Regions from separate parts of the Mus musculus genome. Here region 1 is linked to region 2. The links are chromatin contacts, called in public Hi-C maps. All regions are on one chromosome and are shown on one strand. Each heading gives the region's core, a stretch centred on a gene start, on an enhancer-like site or on the middle of the called end of the contact. The rest is flanking DNA. Distances are from core to core; before and after follow the strand shown.

The links. Hi-C and Micro-C count contacts between places; a contact is called where the count stands out from the background.
Region 1: a contact with region 2 is called in a Hi-C map of CD8 T cells, with 2.3 times the contacts expected there. The contact joins the enhancer-like site here to the promoter of 1700063D05Rik in region 2. A contact is called at or near these places in 3 of 39 promoter capture datasets (hippocampal neurons, liver and pre-B cells) and 1 of 484 Hi-C or Micro-C datasets (CD8 T cells).

Annotation. Positions count from the first base shown.
Region 1 is chr9:42,106,359-42,111,610 of GRCm38.p6, reverse strand. It overlaps Sorl1 (sortilin-related receptor, LDLR class A repeats-containing), which reads left to right. Exons shown (of 48, transcript NM_011436.4): 2 at 5,067-5,183. Among named protein-coding and RNA genes, the nearest start is that of Sorl1, 15 kb to the left of the region's middle. Within about 2 kb of position 2,885, at least 174 of the 459 cell types and tissues checked have an H3K27ac peak or open chromatin away from gene starts, as enhancers often do. A contact at or near this core is called in CD8 T cells, where this site is marked.
Region 2 is chr9:41,204,301-41,209,518 of GRCm38.p6, reverse strand. It overlaps 1700063D05Rik (RIKEN cDNA 1700063D05 gene), which reads right to left and starts at 3,364. Exons shown (of 5, transcript NR_040392.1): 1 at 3,190-3,364.

The DNA of each region.
Region 1 (5,252 bases), core at 1,636-4,135, 900 kb before region 2:
TGGCCAGAGACCCTGTCCCCAGCCAGCCTCCATTATGACTCCTTTGAGCTGCATATTTTGGTAGTATCGGGCTCACTGTGAGCTGAAAGGAAATAAGTACTTCTTACAAGTAGGAGCTCCTAGGTATTGGATCTGCACTTGAGAAGTGTAGTGTTCTACCCGGGTCATAGAAATGCTTTTAAAATGAGGCGGCATTTACATAACAGCCATTGAGAATCCAGTGGCATTTGGAATGTCCGTGCATTGTGCATTGTGTATCTATTTTCTCTGTCTGCGTCCATGATGTTCTCTACCTCCTAAAGAAACCCAGTTCTTCCCTCCTCTCCTCCTCCTCAGCCTCCTGGCTGCCCCTCATCTGCTTTCTGTCCTTGTGGATTTCTCTGCCCAGGATATTTTATATAAACTGAGTCATACAGTATGTGACCTTTTGTGCCTGGCACATTGTAGTAAAGCAATGAGTTAGCATCACATAGAGTCTTCATTAACAACCATGCCAGCTCCCCGGCAAAGACCATGCTGATTTCTCTTTAGCCCACCAACACAGTGTTTTCTTCGCTTCTCACTACCTGGAAGCAAGAGAACAGACCAGACTCATCATCTCCCAAATGAGCTAGAGACTTTTATGTGTTTTCTAAATGCTCATTCATGGGTTACCTTCCGAGGGCCTCCGAATGGAGGAGTTTGCAGGGCTTCTGATCTTAGGCAGCAGATCTCTTGATCTCTGTTTTTTAACCAGGTGAATTCTGGGATACTGATCCTGGGCCCCATGGCTTCCAGGGTTTTGCTTATGGACCAGGCAACCTCTGATTTTGAAGCCAGAGTGAGTAACCTCTAGAGGTCTGAGCCTAAAGGAGTTACCTCCAGCGCTTTCATCCTAGACCAGGTGGCTTCTTGGGGTTCTCTTAAACCCCTCGCCTGTGAGCCTACCAGAGGTCTGACAGGCCTTTAGATTTAGTTTGTCATCTAAGATGGAGTTTTATTCAGAGATCCCTATAGCATGCAATCACATCCCCGCCCCCCCCCAAGCAGAGGCACTCGGCTCCTCCCTGTTGCCGTTACAGGCCCCAATTAATTGCATCTCATTTATCAGGCTCCGGCTATGCCCTGTGCGCCAGAGACAAGAGAAGGAAGGTTGTTCACAGCCCGGGGTTATGGTTATGACTGACTACACATCAAGGTTATGTTCCTGGAAAAGTCACACTCCCACCTTCTCCCGCCCACTGGCAGACCGGTGTCTCCTAGATCAGCCTGTGGAACTAAGTGGGAGAGGCTGGTGGAACCAGTCTGCAAGCCTGCAGCTGCTGTAGAGGGCAGGTGATCCGGAGAGCTGGCAGTGGAGCCGGGCAAAGGACCCAAACACACTAGAAATCACCAAGGGGATCAAGCCACAGGAATCTGTGCGTTCTCCATGCTGTGGGCTGCCCTGGGGGCTGTTGGCTTCTCGGTCACAGTCCCCTGGGGACTGCATCCTGCCTTTTCCTGTAGTTCGGCTATGGACAGGAGGAAAATAGACTGCATGTCATGATCTTAATAAAATTTATGGTGTGCTGACCTTCCTCTCCTGGCTCCCTTGACTGTCCTTGGGGTGCATCGATTCCTGCTACTGATTTGGGTCCTGTGCTTTGGGCGTGGGGGGATGGGCACCTGGGCTGCCTTGAAGATTAGTGGTGACTCACCAGGGAGGTATTCTCATGACTGGATATGCTTGACATCTCTGCCAAGGCAAGGAACTGAACTGTTTGTGTGAGTGCCTGGTGACCCTTGGACAAGCCTTTGCTTGTCAGGGAGCCTTCTCTTTCACCTTGCTGGGCTGCCCTTTTCCAGTCTGCTCTTAGGGATAAAGGGGACATCAGATAGAAAAGGCTTTAAAAAAAAAAGTTCCACTGAGTTTGCTCTTCCCCTCAGAGGCTCTCTTTATAAGAATACCCTGGAATATTTTGATGCCTCTCTTTTGTGCCCATTTTATCCCTCACCCCTTAGGATCAGTTAACGAAACCTATGCTCTCTGCTACAAAGACCCCAGCAAGTGTTGTCAGACCTCCTCCCCACTCTGATCCTGTAACACTTTGTAGCCTGTTCAACGTGTCCTCTGATTGTTAACCTGCCAGAGGGAGGGCTTCGCCCACTTTTGAGGATGGCCAGGTTGAGTACAGGTGGGCCTTTTTATCTCTGACCTCTGGTGAACTTCCGGTGATTCCCCTAGGTTCCTAACCCCTTTCTGAGTGTCATTTACATAGGTGTCTTGTTTGTTCCTAGGGTGCAGATGGTTTTGTAGGCGAGAGAGGGTTTTAGCCCGAGTGTCTGAGGTGTCTGTGTTGGTGGGCTTCTGATCCAGCAGTATTCCCAGTTTCTTCCTGGAAGCCTAGGTTGGAAGGGAGGGGAAGGGAAAGAAAGTAACAGTAAAGTTTGACTCTTGGGGGCAGGAGGAGGTGGGGGAGTCCCTTAGCTGGTTTTATTATTATTTTTTTTGAGTTAAATAATTTATTTGTTTTTGATTTGCATGTTTCTGTTGATGCTTGCCTGGACTTATCTACTGGTAATGAGATGTATACATATATATATATATTATCATCTCTTTTTATTTGAAGCCGTCTCTCTTCAGGTAGTTTTTAGTGTTTGGTTCTTGGATCAAATTAGATGCAGGTGCCTCAAATCCAAAGCAGGGCCTTTGCAGGTTAGTTAGCTTCTTGGTGGGGCTGGCTGCCAAGTTTGTGGCCCAGGTGTTTTTCTTCTCCCTTGTGACATCTGAGAGCACCCCTACGGAGTGGGTGGGGAGATACAAGGGTGGAGGAAGAAGGGAAAGGAAGAGGGTGGAGCTGTGAAGAGGGGCAGGTTTTCTGCCAGAGCTCTGCAGAAAGAAGTGTGGGCCCACTCAACTTGAACTTTTCCTTAGTTCTAGAGTGGTGCTAGGGCCGGGCAGGTGAGCTCTCTGGCTTCAGAGGCAGGCTCTGAGTCCCTAAAGCTCCGCCTCCAAGCCTGTGGGTTTGAGATGACTCAGGAGGCTGGCAGCAGACAAGGCTTATTTCAGACAACTCTGCAGGAGCTCTGGGTTTGGGGAGGCCTTGTTCAGCTTCTCAGTGATGCACCAGAGCTTGTCGGTGTCCCCACAGGTTGAGTAGAGCTCAAGTGTTCTGGAAAGTGAGTCATCTTGGAGCTGATGTCTGTCAGTGCATGGCAACTAAGTCGAGAACACGTGTGCTCAGAGTGGTAGCCACAGCCACAATAGGGAAAGGAGAAAAGGCCACACAGCTAGGCCCATGAGGCAAGATCGAGCTGAAGGAACAAAGGGCTCTTTATTCCCCTTATAGCCTTCCTCAGTTTCTACAGACAGACGCTGAAAGCTTTCTAGCGTCAGGATAGCTCTCAATTCTAATCAGTTCAGAGGGAGTGTTCCTGGATCAGCGGCAGGCCTATCAATCAGGAACCCAGGATCTTTCTACCCTGTTTCTCTGCTTGCATCTGGGCCATTAGGATCCGGAGTTGCCACCTGTGGATGGGGGAAGAAAACAGAATTGTGCATGGTCCAGGGTAGAGTGGTCCTATGGATCATCTCTTAAAGTCTTCTGTCTAGAACTCTGTTCCTGGGATACACCTTTGCTGTCTCAGGCTGGAGAAGAAGAGTCTATGGTGACTTCAGAAAGTATATCAAGAGAGTAGGTGGTCAAGCTGCGACATGGTGGCTTAGCCACAGAAATGGCTACCTAGTCCTTGGTTGGTTGGCTTATATATTCTTTTTTTAATTTTGCTGGTTTACAAAATTGCAAGTCTGGGGACTTCTGTTAGCAGTAATCTAAAAGGCTACTTTTGTTCAGATCTGAGAAAGGTTTCCTCATTTGAGACATTAAAAGGGAAATAAATGTGACACATTGTTATCTCTCTTAGCACTGAGGCAGGAGGATCATGATCACTAAGGCTACCTAATGAGACCCTGTCTTAAACAAATAACAAGGAAAAGTAGAGAGACTGCATAAGGCAGCCTTCCTTTCGCCTCTCATGCTTAGCTGACGTGGAGCAGTGATGTCTCCCTGCCACGAAACACTGGTTTAGCATGAAGCTCAAAAAGCATGTGACCTTTTGGCCTGTGAAATTTTGAAAAATACTTTAAGTTGTTTTTTAATTGGCATACCACTGGCCCGTGTTCCCGAGGTACAGTGTGAAGATGTTTCAGGGGGTGTGCGATAGAGATAACTGGTACATTCAGGGAACGGTTGGGGAACTAAGAGACAGACACCCCAGTCAGAGTCAGCGGGGAGACTACTTAAAATCTCCTTCATTTTTGAATACAATTAGCCGGGCGTGGTGGCTTGTTGCCAATGATAGCCATCCTACCATGCTGCAGACCATCTGGTTTTTCCTGCTGATGGGTGAGATGGCTCAGGAGGTAAAGGTGCTTGTGGCCAAGACAGATAACCTAAATTCAATTCCAGGAACCATGTGGTTGAAGGGAGAGGCCTGACTCCAAGGAAGTTGTCCTGTTCTCTGAGCTCCACACATGCTCTGTAGTGCGTTCATGCGTGTGTGTGCGTGTGCGCGTGTGTGTGTGTGTGTGTGTGTGTGTGCACGTGCTTGCTAAATATGTGTAAATGTAAATTTTAAAAAAGACCAGCTATTCCTTCCATTCATTGCCCATCCTTAACTAGCTAGCCCTCTCCCATCCCACGATTTCAAGCCTATGGAGAATTTCGTTTTGAACAAACAGGACATTTCAGTGATTCGTTTACAGTTTTACAGGTGCACATCACACACACAGAGTAAAGATCAGCGTAGCTGGGGACTGACGTCAACAACGATAAAACAAAGCAAGTAGTCCCTTGGGTAGTGCTATCCTGGGAAGATTTTCTGCAGTCTGGTTAAATGCACAGGGTCACCGATTACAAAAGGGGTTGGTGTTTCTTCCTGAGGAAGGTGCTAATGGTAGAACTTGCAGGGCAGTGAGAAGCGTCTGCCCTGACCCCCACACTTCCCATCTCAGAGTCTGAGTGACAGAGGAGGACTAAGAGACCTGATTTGGAATGTGTGTGGCTGTCGGTCACTGTGGGTCTTGATTTCCTTTTGGTCTCTTTCAGGTCAGTCTGAATGACTCCCACAATCAGATGGTGGTGCACTGGGCCGGAGAGAAAAGCAACGTGATCGTGGCATTAGCCCGAGACAGCCTGGCGTTGGCAAGGCCCAAGAGCAGTGATGTAAGTATCTGTGTGGCTCTGGGTCCTCCTGGTGACATGCCCTTTCTGATCTAATAGGTTGTCATGTCA
Region 2 (5,218 bases), core at 2,115-4,614:
TTCACAGGTCACAGAGGCACAGAGATCTGAACAAGCTCACAGAGCAGAGGCTGAAAACACACCTCATGTGGCTTTGGATCTCAATATGCAGTGTGGATAACCTCTCCTAATGGCATTCTGCTATTCCCATAGATCAGTGCCGCTCAGCCATCACCAGAGAAGTTTCCTCTTGGAGTAGACAAGAACTAACACAGAGACCACACTGAACAATGTTCAGAGAAAGAGATTTTGGAACACCCAGTCTTAATTGAAATGTCTTAAGCCCTCTCCTCAGGGCCCTGGGAGCTCAGTAGAAGGGGAGGTAGAAAGATTGTAAGAGCCAAGGGGAATGAATGACTCCAAGTAAACAGGGTCTTCAGACACAACAGAACTGTTGTAACTAGGAACTCACAGAGACTATATGACAGCACGCACAGGGCTTAAACAGGTTCAAGGCAGATGGGGTTCCAGCACTAAGACATGGACACAGGCCCCCATCCCTAGCCAAAAACTATCTCCAGTTGATATTTGCTTGCAAAGGAAAAATTAGTTTTCTCTAGAGTCTTACTGGATATATTAACCACATTTAAGAATAAGCGCCTGCCCAGCTGTAAATGGCCAAGATGATGAAAAGTTAATGCTATTTTTCTAGACATTTTTCTCATAGTGTGTTGTTTGGGCATTTTGTTGTTGTTGTTGTTGTTTTTCAGCCTTTTGCTTGTATGGTATGTGTCTTAGTCAGGGTTTCTATTCCCGCACAAACAGCATGACCAAGAAGCAAGCTGGGGAGGAAAGGGTTTATTCAGCTTACACTTTCCACATTGCTGTTCATCACCAAAGGAAGTCAGGACTGGAAAGCGGGAGCTGATGCAGAGGCCATGGAGGGATGTTCCTTACTGGCTTGCCTCCCCTGCCTTGCTTAGCCTGCTCTCTTATAGAACCCAAGACTACCAGCCCCGAGATGGGCCCACCCACAAGGGGCCCTTCCCCTTTGATCACTAATTGAGAAAATGCCTTATAGCTGGATCTCATGGAGGCATTTCCTCAACTGAAGATCCTTTCTTTGTGATAACTCCAGCCTGTGTCAAGTTGACACAAAACTAGCCGGTACAATATGTTATCTGATTTTGTGTTCATATGTATTTTAGGGTGCGCTTGTGTGTGTGTGTGTGTGTGTGTGTGTGTGTGTGTGTGTGTGTATTTCTTGTAGTTTTCTCTTTTTTCTTCTTTTTTATTATTATGTTGTTGTCTTGCCTGTTGTTTTTTAGAGAGAGATTGAGAGACAGAGAGAGATCGTATGGGGTGGATGGGGATGTGTCAGAGGATCTGGGAGCAGTTGTGGAAGGAAAACCATGATCAAAATGTATAATATGAAATTTTTCAATGAAAATAAAATTAGCAATCATACATTGACTCTGTATTTGGGATTTTTGTGCAGTTTTCTTGTTTGCTTGCTTGCAATTCATGGTAACTTGGAAGCTCTGTTATAAACTGCAGGTAACACTTTGCCCACTAGATGGCAGCGCAGCGCTGTCGTTACTTCCTGACAGGCTACCTTTGCTGTCTACGCATTTGCCTTACATAAAACGCCCAGTAAATCTTTCAAAAAAAAAAAAAAGCCAGTCTTCTTTAAATCTCCCTAAGAATATTTCAACCCAAGATACTGTACACCTCTTCCTAGAAATGACTTTCTACTGTAGCTGTTTGGGTGACTTTTTATAATTATGCTATATATTAATAGCACGAAACCCTATAACCTAGCTATTCTGAGGGATGGTTAGACATTGTGAAGAAAGAAGACAAAGGAGTCCTAAAGGCTCATTTTTGCCGTTTCGAAGGTCGTCACCACCACCTGACCGAGACGTGGGCATGCGCAGTTTCGGTTCTGAGTGTGTCTTAAGCGGACGCACAGAGTGACGTAACTCCTTAAAGAGAAGCAACGACGAGCTCAGCGCTGCCACCCAGTGGCGCCAGCAGCTCTTCATTTCCAGGCTTGTATAAACCAGACTTAGTCCTGTGGAGCATCTGGTCCACAAATCCTCTCAAAGGATCAAATCCTCTCTTCACAGTCCGTGTGTCCTTTTGGCGACACGGTGAGAACTCCTCACCTCCGCCTCCCCAGGAGTTGTCTGTGTCTAACATCAAGGCCCTCTCTTTTTCCTGACAATGACGCGTTCCGGAAGGAATCCTGGGCAGCCTTGGGTTTTCTCTCTAGAGCTCCCAGGCACTGGTCCTCCAGCTGGAAGCCTGGGGTTCAAGGGAAAGCTTTGAAGAAGGAAGCAGACATGTTCTCTCTAAGCAAGAGCAGCACAATTTTCTAGGGGAGGGCCCAGTCACAGTTGCACACAGACTGAATGCTTAGAATTGGGTTTATGTGACAGTAAAAGAATAAATTGTACCTAACGAATGAATCCCATCTGGCAAAACAACGGAGTTCTCTTCTCTTAGTTATTTACAAAATAAAACAACAACAACAAACGGGGGCTGGGGCGTATTTCCAGCACAGAAATATTCCCAGGACAGCCCTGCAATGCAGTCGCTATACAACATCAGCAAAATGTCCAGGAGTGCTGTGCCCTTTCTAATGCTCCGCTGTCTGCTAGGGCACCCCAGGACCTTCTGCTCAGAAGGGAGAGAATTCCCTTGAATCGCATCTCTGGAGTTCTCCTTTTCTCAGTTGCCCCTCCCACCCCCTACTGTACATCCCTAATACAGTCATTCTCTCCCTCTGCTCTCTCCAATGTCTACCTTGAGTAGCTCTCTCCCTCTTTGTCCTCGGCAATTAGACGCGGGGGCGGCAGTAATGACGTTCTACGATGCCTTATGACACGGGTCTTTCTCCCATTTCATTGACTCCCAAATTTGCTCATCTATTGAAATCACTGGGACGCCTGGTGTGGAGAAACTTAACTATAATCCCAGGACTTGGGATGCTGGGGCTGAAGGATCAAGTTTAAGGCCAGAGTGGACTAACATTGTGACACACAGTTTCATAAAGAGCAGAGCAGGGTTAAAAGGCTGAAAATAAAAAACAAACCAAGGATTAAGTCAACGCTGGGAAATCGCTCCTCTGCCCATGCTACCCAGCATTCATGCAAATCATCTTCCACCCATCTTCCACGCTTGGGACAGCCCCGCCTAAATAGACGGGCATCTCCATTTCTTCCTCCTGTACATAAAGTGAGTTATTAGCCTGTAACCTAAACTCACTTCAGCTCAAACACTGTCCAAACTCTTCAAACATTGACATCATATAGAAACACAGCTTCTCCTCTGAAAGCCCAGATCTCCTTACGGGAGGTCGAGTTGCTGGGTTTTATAATAACCTAGGGAGGAGCATCTTGTTTTAACTGCAGGGACCCAAGCAAGACAACAAACTACAACTAAGGACCTTCTTGATTGTGACCCAGTCTCACAGAATCTGGAATTTTCAGTGCAGCCTGATAGCTAAACTCCTCTATGATGCAGCCATTGAGGGAAACAGAATAAAAGCCGTTAGACTGGACTCCTAAGAGTCCTTGGGCCCTGGATTTCCTACAGCAGATGCTTAGCTCTTTAAGACTGTAAGGTTAGACTACATCCTGGCTCAGGCCAATTCAGGGACACTGGCAGGCACCCTGCTGGGACACTGTTTGTGAATTCTAAGCTAGCTGGGCTTTCCTTGAGGCACCTCACCTGGGAAGTAAGTTTATATCAAAAGTTGTGCCAATCCTTTTCACCATCTCTTTCCCAGGCTCCTACCTGGGTACCAAGCAGCCTGGCTGCAGGCTCTTGGTGTGAACTTTCCACATCCCCAAGAGCTGAAAGAAGTGGATTCTACCAAGTGGGCTCTGCTTCTCTTCAGAGACCCCACTATGCTGTTTATCCCTGATGCTGGGACATGAACTCTCTCAGAAGCCCCTGCCTTGCTGCCACCCTCTGTCTGTCCATGGTGCTAGTAACAATCATAGTAAATGTGTTAGCCCCTAATCTGCTTCAGTGTCCTGAGCCCACCCCCACCCCCGCATCCAGAGTCACAGCCTCCATCCCTGCCCCAGCTCTCCCTCAATAAAGCCTGTTCTCCACAAGGGGGCAGAGTTTGAACCCAAATCTTGGGTCTTGCCGGTGCCCACCTGCTTGGCTTCTCACATTCTTAGAGATTATTCCCTGGATCCCTTTGTGTCAGCTCACTAATGCTGTTATTCTTGGTCAAAGAGTCCTCTAAACCAACCCCGAGACCATGTATGGCTTACATGTTCCACTAGGCCTCAGACACAAGGAGCAACTAGTACAAGACTCCTTTCTCACAGATTGCAGAGCTTGCTGTAGACCTTTGCCAGACTTACCCTATATCAGCACCAGCTAACCCTGAAGTTACCCTGCAATATTACTGTGTAGTGACAACTGGAGTCCCAGTCAGTGTTCTGCGTAACGTTCTGTTGCTGTGATAGACACCAGGACCAAAAATGAGTTGGGGAGGAAAGGGTTTATTTTAACTTGTAGGTCACTGTCCATCATCAAAAGGACAGATGTTGCCGGTGGGACTGAAGCAGAAGCCGAGAAAGCAGTGCTCCACCATCTCAACCCCAGGCTCATCTTCAACTACATTTCCCATACAGCCAAGCTTCTTATCCTAGAATCACCCAGTTCTTTCTTTCTTTCTTTCTTTCTTTCTTTCTTTCTTTCTTTCTTTCTTTCTTTCTTTCTTTCTTTCTTTCTAAGATTTTATTATTATATCTAAGTACACTGTAGCTGTCTTCAGACACACCAGAAGAGGGCATCAGATCTCATTACGGGTGGTTGTGAGCCACCATGTGGTTGCTGGGATTTGAACTCAGGACCTTCGGAAGAGCAGTCAGTGCTCTTAACCACTGAGCCATCTCTCCAGCCCCCATCCAGTACTTCCACTGTTACGATGTTCAGGTTGGTCTGGTGCTGCTATGTATTCAGATGCTAAATACTGGCCCCCAAGACCTGGTTGCTCTCAATGAGCAGATCCTTATGTCCACCAAGTGATGCTCTGTAAACTCTGCTTATTTGCTTATATGTAAACTTTTGTTTTATTCTCTGACTAGTTAGAGAAATGGCTGAGGAGATTCTCTGGGGAGAATAGAGGTAGTCGGGGTTTTGATTACCAGGCAGAGAGTCGCAGGTTGGAACCACAAGGAGAGAGAAGAGGAGGAAGGAGGAGAAAGAGAAAGAAGATGGAGAGAACAGGAAGTGTCCATTAGTCAAAATGGACCAGGAGCACACGGCCAAG